Regions from separate parts of the Sus scrofa genome. Here region 2 is linked to region 1. A link is a contact called in public Hi-C data. All regions are on one chromosome and are shown on one strand. Each heading gives the region's core, a stretch centred on a gene start, on an enhancer-like site or on the middle of the called end of the contact. The rest is flanking DNA. Distances are from core to core; before and after follow the strand shown. Region 1 holds the start of LOC102163023 (a long non-coding RNA gene). Region 2 has its middle 53 kb from the start of MIR190A.

The links. Hi-C and Micro-C count contacts between places; a contact is called where the count stands out from the background.
Region 2: a Hi-C map of liver shows a contact between it and region 1, with 5 times the contacts expected there. The contact joins two enhancer-like sites. A contact is called at or near these places in 4 of 47 Hi-C or Micro-C datasets (fetal skeletal muscle, liver and mesenteric adipose tissue).

The regions. Positions count from the first base shown.
Region 1 is chr1:108,946,272-108,952,953 of Sscrofa11.1, forward strand. It overlaps LOC102163023 (a long non-coding RNA gene), which reads right to left and starts at 6,472. Exons shown (of 5, transcript XR_300930.3): 1 at 1,622-6,472. Within about 2 kb of position 3,315, at least 12 of the 83 cell types and tissues checked have an H3K27ac peak or open chromatin away from gene starts, as enhancers often do. A contact at or near this core is called in liver, where this site is marked.
Region 2 is chr1:109,169,015-109,175,380 of Sscrofa11.1, forward strand. No RefSeq gene overlaps it. Among named protein-coding and RNA genes, the nearest start is that of MIR190A, 53 kb to the right of the region's middle. Within about 2 kb of position 3,732, at least 15 of the 83 cell types and tissues checked have an H3K27ac peak or open chromatin away from gene starts, as enhancers often do. A contact at or near this core is called in liver, where this site is marked.

The sequences.
Region 1 (6,682 bases), core at 2,065-4,564:
AATGATCAGCAGGCATTTAATATGGTGACCCTCCTATTATCCAGAGTTTTACTAATTAGGGTTCTCAATTATCTGGATGTTTTAAAGGGGTGACACTGAGGTCACTGATGTGTAGTCAGGGTGCTAACAAAAACCAGGACCAGGATGGGGCTTACAGAGCTATGGAGCTGAAGAGACTCACATAAAAAGTTGAGCACAGGGAAGACGCAGTGGGGGTGGGACATGGCAGAAGGGAGGGCTAGCCTTGTCTGGATGCCTCCTCCTGCCCTGACCCTTTATTTGGTGTTCGATATAACCTCATTCTATCAATCCATACAATAGCACTGTAAATTAGGGAGATGTCTTGTTTTACAGGTTAGGAAACCATGAATGAAAAAAGTTAAATAACTTGTTGACAACCATGGGACCTCAAGAGGCAGAAGGGATTTGAACCCAGGTCTCTCTGGTACCAAAGTCTATGCTCTATTCCCAAGAGCTCACTTAACAGCCCACACATAACGAGGTGCTAACAGTGACCACTGTGGTCTTTACAAAGAAGAGCCAGTGTTGCCATGGCCAGGCCAGGCTCCTAGGGCAGAAAGACCTTAGGGAAGCTGGGGGCAACAATACTGGTTCTTGGAAGATCCAGAAATTTGGTCTACTCCTCTAGCAGTGGTCTGGCCCATGGGAACTGAATTGAAAACAATTCTCTAGAGACTCATGTATGATCCAAGTACTATTCTGTTGGCCAGACAGTCATGTTACCTGGTATATTACTTTGCTATTAATGCTGTAACAAATTACTACAAACTTAGTGGCTTCAAACCACACAGACTTATCATCTTGCAGTTCTGGAGTTCAGAAGTCTGAGATCAGTTTCATTGGTCTAAAATCAAGTTTCTTTTAAATCACACCTGCGTCCCTTCTGCAGGCTCTAGAGGAGAATGTTTCCTGGACTTTTCCAGCTTCTTGAGACGCCCATCATTCTTTGGCCCTTTCGTTTTCAAAGCCAGCAGTGTTGCATCTTGCAGTGTCTCTGCCCTGTGCTCTTGCCTCCCTCTTGAGATTATCTTTGGTTTATCTAGAAAATCCAAGAAAATCTTCCCATCTCAAGATTCTTGTTAATCACGTCTGCAAAAGTCCTTTTGCAACCTAAGGTAATGTACTCACCAATTCCAGGGATTCAGATGTGAACATCTTTGGAGGCTGTTATTCAACCTACCGAAGTGGGCCAGTCTTTATTTTTTTTATTTTTTATAATTTTTTTTTTAATTTTCCCACTGTACAGCAAGGGGATCAGGTTATCCTTACATGTATACATTACAATTACATTTCCCCCCACCCTTTCTTCTGTTGCAACATGAGTATCTAGACAAAGTTTTTTTCTCCACTAGAGCAGGAAAGGGTCTCTGTAAGTCTAGTCTGTGATCAGAGGCTGCTTGGGGAATCTGAGACCAGAGGACCGTGGTGTGGATGATCTCCATGGTCAGGGTCATCCGCCAACCATGAGCCAGCTGGGCACCAGTCCTCCATCCAACAAGCAGGGAGCAGGAGCTTCTGACACATGAGCCTCCCTTCTTGTAGAGGCCATGCACTTCCATCAGGCAGACCACACAACAGTCAGTTATTGCTCTGTACTTACAGATATGGCTGGCTCCCAACTCTCCAATCCTGGTACATTTATAGATCATGTTTTATGGTTGCTGAAGGGATCTGTCTCATCCTGGGTCCCCATTAATTTTGTTCATTAACATGGTCTCACAGGCTGTGTTACAAACCAGTGTCAGGAGACAGCTTTTACCCCAGGTATGCCAGGACCTCACTGCTTCCTGCCGTCTCCCTCTCTCTCTGACTTTTGACCATACACTCTTGGGTCCAAAATCCTCTCTGCCCTTCCTGTGTGGGTTTTGTTTTGTTTTGTTTTGTTTTGTTTTTATTTTTTGCCTGTGTGGTTTTGACAGGCTGTTAGGTCTTTTTACTCTGGATTCTGTGCACACATAATCTCATCTGTTACATGCTGATTTTTGTGAGTGACCTTGTCTCCAAGTTTTGAAAATAATTTACCTTCCCTTCAAATGTACTGACCTTTTCGAAAAACAACAGCAGCTCTGATTCATAGCTGTCTGTGTTTTTCACTCGGTGTCTCCCTCTCAGAAATTCATCCAAATAATGTTCCATGAGAACCTGTTTCTGTGCCAGGCACTGACTGGGTTAAAGGTCTGCGGGTATGATGGTGAGCAGATATGCTTCTGCTCTCATGGAGCTTAGAGACCAGAAGGGAAGATGGATCTTTATTATGTAATCACACTCATGAATGTGGAAGTAACAATGGAGGTAATTACTCTCAAGAAAAGAAAACACAGTTAATGAAAACTGAAAGAGAGACCTGCCCTAGATAGGGGGTCTCGTGGGAAACTTTCCTAGGAAGTGCCATTTGAACTGTGATCGATGGGTGGTGGAGGGAAGGGTGGAAGAAGCTGGGAGGTTAATATGGCTGCAGGCAGAGAGGGATGGACAGGGAACAAGGGTCAAGATGAGGAGGCAGAGGCAGGCAGGGGCCAGGGGAAAAGTTCTGAGTTTTAGCCTAGGAGCAACAAGGTTTTGAGCAAGGGGAGGCTTGGGTGCTGAAACCACTGTTCTGGTGAGAGCACAGAGAATAGATTTTGTGGGGGAGGGGAGGGCAGACTTGGGGCAGAGAGGACAGTTAGGAGGCTGTCACAGTAACAGAGGTGAAACATGAGGGTGACTTGGCCAGTGTGGTGGCAATGGAGAAGTGGTTGGTTCCTGTGGTAACTCGGAGGTAGAACCCAGCAGGACATGGTGAATGTTTCACGGGCAGGGGGTGTTAAGCAAAAGAGTGGAAGATCTCAAAGATGAAACCAAGCTTAGCATAATGGCTTACCTAAACTCCTATCAACTGAATTCATATTTGCATTCAACTACAACAAAACACTTTTAAAAGGATGAAATGCTTGCTCCTGTTATGACAGCCTAATGAGAATAGCTGTGTTCAGTGTGCGAGGGGCTGCCCATCCTCATGAACCTCAGACAGGACGTTGGTGGTGGCTTCTGGAAGAAGTTGACATATCCAAGTTTAGGTCCTTGAATGGACAACATAGTTGATGATTTTACTGTCAGAATCCCTCTCGCAGTCTTTATATGGTACAGGGAGGGGCTGTATCTAAAACCGAACCACCAACCAGAGCAGGTTGACCTTGGAGTGAGAGGCTTGACAATAAATGGGAGAATTCTGGGAACCCAACTCCAAGAAGGCTGGCCTCTTTCCCACTGGTGACTCTCTTTTGAACTTTAGGCTTTGGCAGTCATTCAAGCCAAACAACCCTGGGGCGCAAAAGCAAGGGAGTCCAGAACAATCTCTGCCTTATTGTTTCAGATAAGATGTCTTTGTTGGGCAGGTGTCTGAATCCTCGCCCTTATTCCTTTTCAGATACAACAGATTCTCTGGTCTAATGATAATGTGCCTGAATATATTTTTCTCAAAATGCTTTTCTGTAACAAGGCATTTGGTTGCTTCACTGGGAGAGAGTTTCTAAGATTTCAAACCAGAGTCCTAAGGGTCCTGGTGGCACCACTTCAATGTTCCTAATTAAAGTCCTCTGTTAAACTATGTGGGCCCTTCTGGAACATCCTGCTACCCAAGGCCCAGAGACCTGGCCTCCCAGCTCAGCCGAAGGGCAGTGGGGAGAGGGGTGCACATCCTGGGATGAACGCTGAAGACTCCCACGTGGGAAGCATGGTCAGTGAGCTACCAACAGGGCCATTATATTCAATTACGTCATGAAAGGGAAAGGAGGAAGGAAAGCAAATTGATGCTTAATAACTACTGCATCCAGTGCACACCTGAACCCCGACCCTCATCAAACCCCCTGCTTCATCAACATCTTCATCATTAACCTGCCCTTTGAATCATGGGTGTGGGAGAAGGGTTTTTAACACAAAAACTAATGCCTTTGGTACTGATTTCAATCATTACCACGTGCTAGGTGCGTCACCTAACTCACTCCATTCGTATCTTATCTGATCCTATAAGGCAATCTGTGGCAATCTTCAGTATTGTTCTGTTCTACTTGTCCAGCACATGCTTCTCCCCAGTAAGGCGCTCACCTGTGTTTCCTGTTTGAGCCCAGTCCCTATGCCCAGTCTTAGCACTGAAACCTCATGCAGTTTAAGAACATAGATACTTACCCCTCTGGTGCTCTCTTTTCTGGCCTCCCTAATTCTGACTTCCAGGAATATGATTTGGCTCTGGCCCGCTTGGTCAGTGCCTACACCACCCACTGGGGGTTGTGGACACAGAAATAGATCCTCGTAAGCAATCTGTGAAGCAGGAACTAATACGTTCCACATTTTGCACTTGAAGAAATTGATGCCCAAAAAGGTTAAGTGTGCCATATAAGACTACCCAGCTCTGGACTTGACTATAATCCAAAGAGTCTATTATTCTAATTTCAGCCATTAACCAGCAAAAATTATTACCTACTTACTTGGATGGTGAGGATTAAAGAGATACAGATGCAAATCTGGGAGCCAACTGGATAAATTGTGGGTGTATTACCAAGTGTTTTGTATTAGTCACCTCTGGTTTCAATAACAAAATACTGTAGGCTGCATGGCTTAAACAATAGAAATTATATTTACTCACAGTTTTGGAGGTTGGAAGTCTGAGATCACAGTGCCAGCAATGCCGGATTCAGGTGAGACCCTCTTCTTGTCTAGATCACATGGTGGACCTCAGATGTCTCTTGTAAGAACCAATCCTATGGTATCAGGGCCCCACCTTATGACCTTGGTGAACCTTAATTACCTCCTAATGGGTTCCATCTCCAAATAGAGTCACATTAGGGGTTAGAGCTTCACTTTAGGAATTTTGGGGGACACAAGCCAGACCATAGCATGTTCCTAGAGAAATCGCTAAACCTTGAAAACAAAACAAAGGTCATCTTTTTATTTGGACAATCCTTCCCAATAACTCATTTCTCTGCTCAGCCTCCTCTCTTGAGGTGGAGTGGAGGGAGGGGCACCTTTGTAGAGTCTACCCTCAGACTCCAGGGAAGCTTATCCAAACAGACTTTCATTGTTCCTTCAAAGGTTTTGCCTGCCCTTATGTTGGTCATTCACACAAACGCCTCAGGGAGTCGCAGAGAAAGCTCCCCAAAGTCAAGTGTGGCTTCAGCTCTCTGTTCACTGGGTAAATCTTTCCATCTTCAGGAACAGGCAACACTAAATGGTAAGGCAGCTTTTTTTTACCCCCAGAGCTATTTTACCTTGAAGTAAAGATGTTGGAAAACAATCCCAAGTGCAGGCCTGAAGGACTCGTCCTAGTGATAGGAGTGGCCTCCAGAAGCATCCTCTGCCATGGGAGGTCAAAAAGCTTAGCTTTTCACGAAGAGATCAGAAATTCCCAGTTTTGCCTTAAGAAGCCTTTCTTATTAAGTTATTAGAAGTTGTTAGAATCTGGGCTCACTGAGAAAATCTTAAGAGGCCATTGCTATGATACTCTCAAGAAGCTGAAAGTGCAGCTATGTCAGCAGGGCCCTCCAGTGAAAGGAAAGTTAGAACATTTTAGGTTGCTAGGGACTTGAGTCATGGGGGGGCAATCACAGCTGGGCACCTTCCAGAACAAGCTGGGCAGTTTCTCAGAGATCTGTACCATCAGATGGGGTCAAGGGGTGAAAACCCATAGCAAGGAAGCCCCATGGTTGGTCCATGTCAGGTCGACACCACAGCTTCAGCTGGCAGACCAGAGGGGAAATCCCATCTCTGCTGCTCACCTCTCTGTTACCAAGCTACCCTGTTAGAGCCTCATTTCCCTCAGCACAACCCTGAGAGGGAGTGCCTCCCTCCTTAATTTTGGCCTCTAGGTACCTCCCTCCCCTCACCCTCGTCCTGCTCTGGAATGATAATATCTGACTTACAACAATGGGTGAGGATGAAATTACATGATGTATGAAAAGTGCCTGGCATAGGGGCATGTCCACTAATTTCCTTTCTTGTCCTCCTTCTAAAAATATCATTTTAGGAGGGCCTCTCCCCTAAGCCATCACCTCACTTCTGAGCCATGATAACTAGCATTTATTTAGCTCTTAGGTGCTGAGCATTGTGTTAATAATAACGACCATCTATTGAGTTCTTTCGAGCATCAGGTGCTTTACGCCCCTTGTTCTCAATAATCCATTCTATAATCTTATGAGGTAGAGATTATTATCACCTCCAGTTTACAGATGAGGCATCCGAAGTGAGAAATTAAACAGTTTAAGGTCATATTTCTAGTGAAGGGTAGAACTAGGAGTTTGGCTCCAGGGCCAGTCCTGAGAATGCAATTAGAGAATAATAAGACTGTTTTTGAAAGGGGCGAGCGAAGGATGAAAAAGCAAAATGCTTTTATAACCTTCTTTGACAAAAATGGTTGCACAGGAGTTCCCATTGTGGCTCTGCAATAATGAACCTGACTAGTATCCTTGAGGACTCGGGCTTTATTCCCTGACCCTGCTCAGTGGGTTAAGGATCCAGTGTTGCCATGAGCTGTGGTGTAGGTTGCAGATGTGGCTTGGATCTGGCATTGCTGTGGCTGTGGTGTAGGCCAGCAGCTGCAGCTCTGATTCGACCCCTAGCCCAGGAACTTCCCTATGCCACAGGTTCAGCCCCGGGGAAAAAAAAAAAAAAAAAAAGGAGATTTTGCTCA
Region 2 (6,366 bases), core at 2,482-4,981, 220 kb after region 1:
CTTCCCAGCCAACCAAGCCCCCCTGTGCGGAAGGTTATGGACCCTGCTCAGACTTGCTTTCCTTTGTGCCTCTGTGGATGGGCCTGGTCTTAGTCCACAGGAACCTGAGCATGTTGGGGAATGAGGGAACTTAGAACTACTGCCTTCACTGACTCATGAGCAGGTAATTGCCTGGCTCTTTCCAAGAAGAATTCCTAAGTGCCCTGGGCTGCCTGTGTCTCCCACTCCCCAAATTTATATGTGGAAGCCTGAACCCCCAAGTGAGATGGCATTGAAGGTGAGGCTTTGGGGAGGCAATTAGGTTAAAAGAGAAGATGAGGATGGGGCCTCCGTGTGAGATTAGTGCCCTTACAAGAAGAAGAGACCAGAGTTTCCTCTCTCAGCCATGTGAGGGTATGTCGAGAAGACAGCCACCTGCAGGCCGAGGATAGAATCACCTTCTGTCTGGCTTTCCCATGAAGCAGCAGCAGAACTGATTTCCTCTGTCAGTGGTTTTGAAAGACCAAGCCCAGCATAGCAGAGAACCATTATTAAAACCACCAGTTGAAAAAGTTTACAATAACATAGAGAGCCTGTGTTTCCCTCCTCATTCTAGGGTCCCCAGGCATCAAGGAAGCGAGGAGGGAGGTAGCAGACATCCTTCTCCTTTGCAGCCTGGGAGAGAGTTGGGGGATAACTGGCCATCTGCAAAGGACCCACTGGGGCCTCCAGGAGCTGTCTTCCTGTTCCCCATCCCCTCTCAGCTGCCAGCTCTGTCTGAACAGTAGACAAAGCAGCCAGTTGAACTGAAATGAGAAAATATAAAATATCTGAGGTTGTTTCCAAAAACTGCTAGTTTTTCAAGCAGTCCTACTGGGGAGGTCAGGCTTTTTAATGCTACTTTGCACATTAGGTAATCGTCACCTTCAGTGTCTCTGAGCAGATGGTCCAGAGCCCCTTCTCTTGGGTCTCCTGGGCAGGAATTCTGAAGTCTCCATGTGGAGGCAATACAGACCCATTATCCTCCCCTGTTAATGTCACCAAAAAAAGTATACATTAGTGGGGTAACTGAATGAACTTGGGGTAACTGAATGTGGCAGCTGGCTTTTATGATGTCTTCTATAAAGAGTTATAAAGTTGGAGTTCCCTGGTGGCACAGAGGGTAAGGATCCAGTGTTGTCATGGCAGTGGCTCTCACTGTGCTGTGGAGGCACTCCAGGTCAAGGTGTGCACGGTGGTCCAGTTTCCTACAAGATCGGTCCGTGCTTAGGTCAGTTCTATGCAATGTAGCAGGTAATGGCCTAGACTCAAGCATTTCCATCAGTCGCTGTTTTGAGAATTTAGTTTCACTCTCCAAGGAAACTGTAAGTTCCTGGAAGGTGGGACCATACCTCACACTTAATTTCCATGTTTAATTTCTGCGTATCTAATTTTCAAGACTTTGTGTTTCTCTTCGGGAATCCAGTGTGGACAGAAGGGAACATGCCACGTGCTGAGTGCACCTCTGATGGACCGAGTGACAGAAGAGAGTATCAGACCAAGAGTCCAGTGTCCTGGGTTCTGGTTCCAGCTCTGCCACCACACCAGCTCCTCCCCCTTTCCATCCTCTGTTTCCCCATGTGGACAAAGTGATGTGTCGAGGTGTGTCCCAATCTCCCTTTGATGCTGGCCAACTAAGTGCCGGAGCTCCCCCAGGCCACAGGACCGGTGAGCAAGGCCAAGGAGACCAGCCCATTACTCTGAATTTTGCCCTTGGATACCCACTCAGGAAGCTGGGATGGTCCCCCAGAGCACACAGCTGGGATGGGGAGCCGGGTGTAACCCATGGGTCATGAGCTAACTTCTGCAGGCAGCCTGGTCTATTTGTCCCTTCTGTTCCCTGGCCTGGCAACAAGCAGAAATTCTGCATGATTCCTCGTCTTCCAGCCTCTAAACTTTTCAGAACTTTCTTGATATTTAGCCAAAGGGTTTCAGACAGCGTCAACGAGAATCTCCAGAAATTTCCCTGGAAAATCCCTCACTGACCAGCTAAGTGAGGAGCTTAGGAAGATGGGCCGGGTTCAGCCTTCACCACTGTGTTGGGGACATTTTCATTCATTTGTTCATTTCACAAATTGTGGGTGCGTTGGAGCCCATCATATCCTAGGCACTGTGCTGAGTGGTATCTTATTCATCTTCAATGATTAATAAGACTGGATACAGTTCCTGTCCACAGGGGACTTAGGGTCTGACCGGCGAAGTAAAATATTAAGCAAATAATCACACAACACTATCATTAAAATTTGTGGTAAGTGCCATGAAGAACAAAAATGCACAGGATGCTAACAGGGATCTACCTTAACCTGAGGATGAGGTGGGATCAGGGAGGGCTTCCTGGAGGAAGTGGTATTTAAGCTTAGACCTGAAACATTCAGGAAAGGGGACGGGGTGTGGGCTGGGGAGAGGAGGCTCCAAGGAGGAATAATATGTGGTCTAATCCACAGTGTGCTGTGGTGGGTTGGGATCAGACTCCTAATCCCAGCTCTGCCTCTCACTAGCTGTGAAACTTTGTGTGAGTCACCTAACCCTCTCTGGGCCTCAGGGGGTTTTAGTTTAGTTTTGTTTTTTTCTTGGTTTGTTTTGTCTTTTCCCCATCTGTAACATGGAGGTCTGCTAACTTACGCAAATGTTGTGATGCTCAGATGAAAGCAGTGGCTGAGATATTACCCTGAAAATGAATTCTACATGGATAAATATAATGGATCTTATTACAGATACTTGCCTTTGAAATTCACTGCATTTGTGAATGTGAGACTGTCTGTGGGAGAACTTCAGTGGACATTTAGGGGGGAAAATGTGAGTGGAATAGGTTTTCCCTATTTGATTTCTCCACTTTAAACGCAATATACCCAGATTATGTACAGACACATGAGGGGGATACAGAGGGATTGGGAAATCTGGTCCCAGATGACCTTGAGAGGGAAACGCCAACAGACGAGTGATGGAAGAAAGGGGCTTATTAAACAAAATTCACCGACAGGCCTTCTCCCTTCTTTTCCAGATGCGCCTCAAAATGCTTTGCCAAGAATTCTAATGAGAAACAGACTCTCCCCCCACCCTTCACCTGCAGATTTCTAAGCAGAGATATTGCTGCCACTTCTGGTGTGTTTTCAATTCACCCTGTAGGAATCAGGGCTTTGAGCATTGGAGAAAACATTTCAGATTTTCCCCTTCCTTTATACTTCAGCCAAAAAGCACAGGGTCAAAATACAAAAGGGAGAAAACCCAGGACATTTGGCAAAGGGTTGGGGCTAATCGCCCACCGGAAGCCCTGGCAGTTAACTAGCCAAACCCTTAAGTTGAAAGGAAGCAGAGGGATCCTAGTTTGCATAGAGAAATGTTTACTCTGTTGTGGGCATGCCCACGTTTGTGAGCTCCACCCACCCACCCACAGACTCCAGTGTGGGTCAATGAACTCATTGTGCAAAAGGAAAGCCAAGGCAAGACCTTAGCCATAAAAACGTAGAAGTGGGTTTTGTCCCCTTAACCTGAAAACCGAGGTTATAAAAGAGATGGACCAGCTTCTCCTTCGTGGATTGGGAATTTGCCTGAATGCACGGGGTTCTAAGGCAAACGTGGTCCCCGCGTTCGCCTTTGGGGCCAGAAATCCAGGCCTGCCTCTTTTCTCCACCACCTGCCCTGTCTCCCAGGGGCCTGTTTCAATCTGTCTTTTGTGTTCGCTTCCCACAGCCTTCACCTGCCTGCTGCGCTTGCAGAGCCAGGATGGCGGTTCTCAAGCCACTCCCTCCAAGAAGCCGGCACAGACCCCTTGCTCTCTTAGAGTTTACATAGAACTATGGAAAGATCATTCGTTTCTATTTCCCGTGTCATCCTGTCTCTTTTAAAAAAAATCCTTATTTTAAAAAACTCTCCCTTCTGAAAGAGAATCAGGATAGTGGTTTGCTAAAAAAGAGGTGAGCTGTAATCAACCTAAGCGGTGGGAAAAACCAGTTCTTAACTTCCTTTTGGATCTGCCCTCCAGTCAATCATTCACTCGCTCCCACAGCCCCCAGCTCTTCTCTCTGAGAGTGCTGAGCTCTCTGAACCGAGTTTCATTAACAGCCAATTTTGCCAAGACAAACTCCCTGCCGGGAGGAACTCCCCTCCAAGCTTCGCATTCGAACAGTGTGTCGGGTGCCAAATGAATGTACAAGGCTAAAAACTACCTGGAAAGCCACTCCTACGATAAACTGACAGGGAAAAAAAACTCTGGAAGCAAAACTGAGTTTTTCATGTGTTCAAAAGTATGGGAACATAAACATCACATCAAAAATTAAAATGCTTACTCAAAACCAAGAAAGACTGGGAGTTCCCATCGTGGCGCAGCAGAAACAAATCCAAATAGTATCCATGAGGATTCAGGTTTGACCCCTGGCCTTGCTCAGTGGGTAAGGATCTGGTGTTGCCACAAGCTGTGGTATAGGTCTCAGACACAGCTCAGATCCTGAGCAGCTGGGGCTGTAGTGTAGGCCGGCAGCTGCAGCTTCGATTCAACCCCTGACCTGGGAACTTCCATAGGCTGAGAGTGCAGCCCTAAAAAGCATAAACGCAGAAAACAAAAACAAGAAAAGCTCAAAGTAAAAGATCCCAAGCTGTGCTATGATTCTCTGATCTTAAGGGTAGTGTCAGGAGAATAAGCTTTGGGGCGAGGCCGGCTGCCTCCAGGTGGGAGCGCTGAGCAAATCACTAGAGATTCTCATCTGAAAATAGGAATAATGCTTCTCCTCTCTGTGGGATCTTGTGAGGATTAAATGAGGTGATGTATGTGAAAGTTCTAGCCTCACCTTTCCCCAGCCTTAAGATGCCTACTATTCTGCATCTTTTAAACTTGCCACCAGGTACATTTTATCCTTACTATGGGTAAAAGTAAACTTATAATAACAACAACTATGTAGTCCAAGTTATAGGGACATTTCAAACAAGGTCATGTTACTCAGATTGGATATTGTACCAAGGATGGGAAAACTTCTAAAGGCATCCTAAAGTTTTAGTAATAACTGGTCTAAAAATGCAACTATTTAATCCTGCTAGTAACTCAACCATAGACTCAATCTGCCAGGTTAGAGAGAAGATTTCATTTCTTTGGAACTATGGCTACTCCAGGGAGTACAGTTCAGGCAAACTCTTGCCTCCCACAGAGATGCAAGGACCGTGGCTTTCCTCTCTGAAACCTGCCCCAGCAGACCCAACCCTTCTGAGAAATGAGAGTTCCCCACCCCTGCCCCCTATATCCTCTGAAATGGCAACATTCTTCTCATTGGACTTTTTCATTCGCATCCTTTTGTAACTCATTAAGTCCTTAACAACCATTTTGAGGAGTCCCACCTGTTTTCCATCAAGATTTTAACTGTAAGCCAGCACAAACATGTGTGACAAGTTGATGCTAAAATACCATGACACACTCCCTGGATTTACTAGCATTTAATAAATGAAGGAGAAAGCTTTGCCTTTTATAGCCCTGAGCCTCCCAGGTCTGAAGCAGATGTAGCAGTTGCTTCCTGCTAAGCACTCATTGCCCACTGCTCCAGATCCAAGGAGCAGGCACCCATGGTCACTATGCTATAGGGTAGCAGGACCCCTCTCTGTGGGAGTAGCAGGTCCAGCACTCTCAGCCCTGACTGCAGCTCAATGTTAACCTGGTAGTTTTATAAGAAGTAAAACTTAGGCCCAGGCCCCACAGATTCAGATTTAATTGGTCCCTTTTTTGGGGGCCGGTGGCCTCAGGTAGTCATCATTTTTAACACCTCCTCAAAGGGTTCTCATGTGTAGATAGGATTTGGATCTGCTGAAAACAATTCGGACCATAAGCAGTCCAATATAGTGGGAATAATATGGACTTTGGAGATAGGAGGTAATTCAGATTTGAATTCAGCATCTGAAAAGAATACACTGTACTATGTTAGGCAAATTTATTAAATTCTTTGAGCTTCAGTTTCTTCATTTAAAAAAATGGGGTTGATAATATCTCATAAGGCTGATGTAAAGATCAAATGAAGTGATAACTGTAAACCACAGAGTACTGGATCTTAGTCACGAGCAGTTGATCAATTGTTATTAATGAGCTGATTGCCAACAGCTATTTCCTTAGCATCAAAATTCCTTAGGAGAATACAGTAATTCCAACATCATCTTGTGGAGATAACAAAGCCTCTCTTCAAATCAAAGTGCCTATCACGTAAAGGTCAATACAATATTATACTAGAGATTCTAGCCAAAATAACAGAGCAAGAAGAAGAAATGCATAGATTACAAAAGAAAATATAATGTCTCAATTTGCAGATGGCATGAGTGTCTACATAGAAAATCCAAAGAATCTCAAAGAATGCTTTTAGAACTAATAAGTTTAGC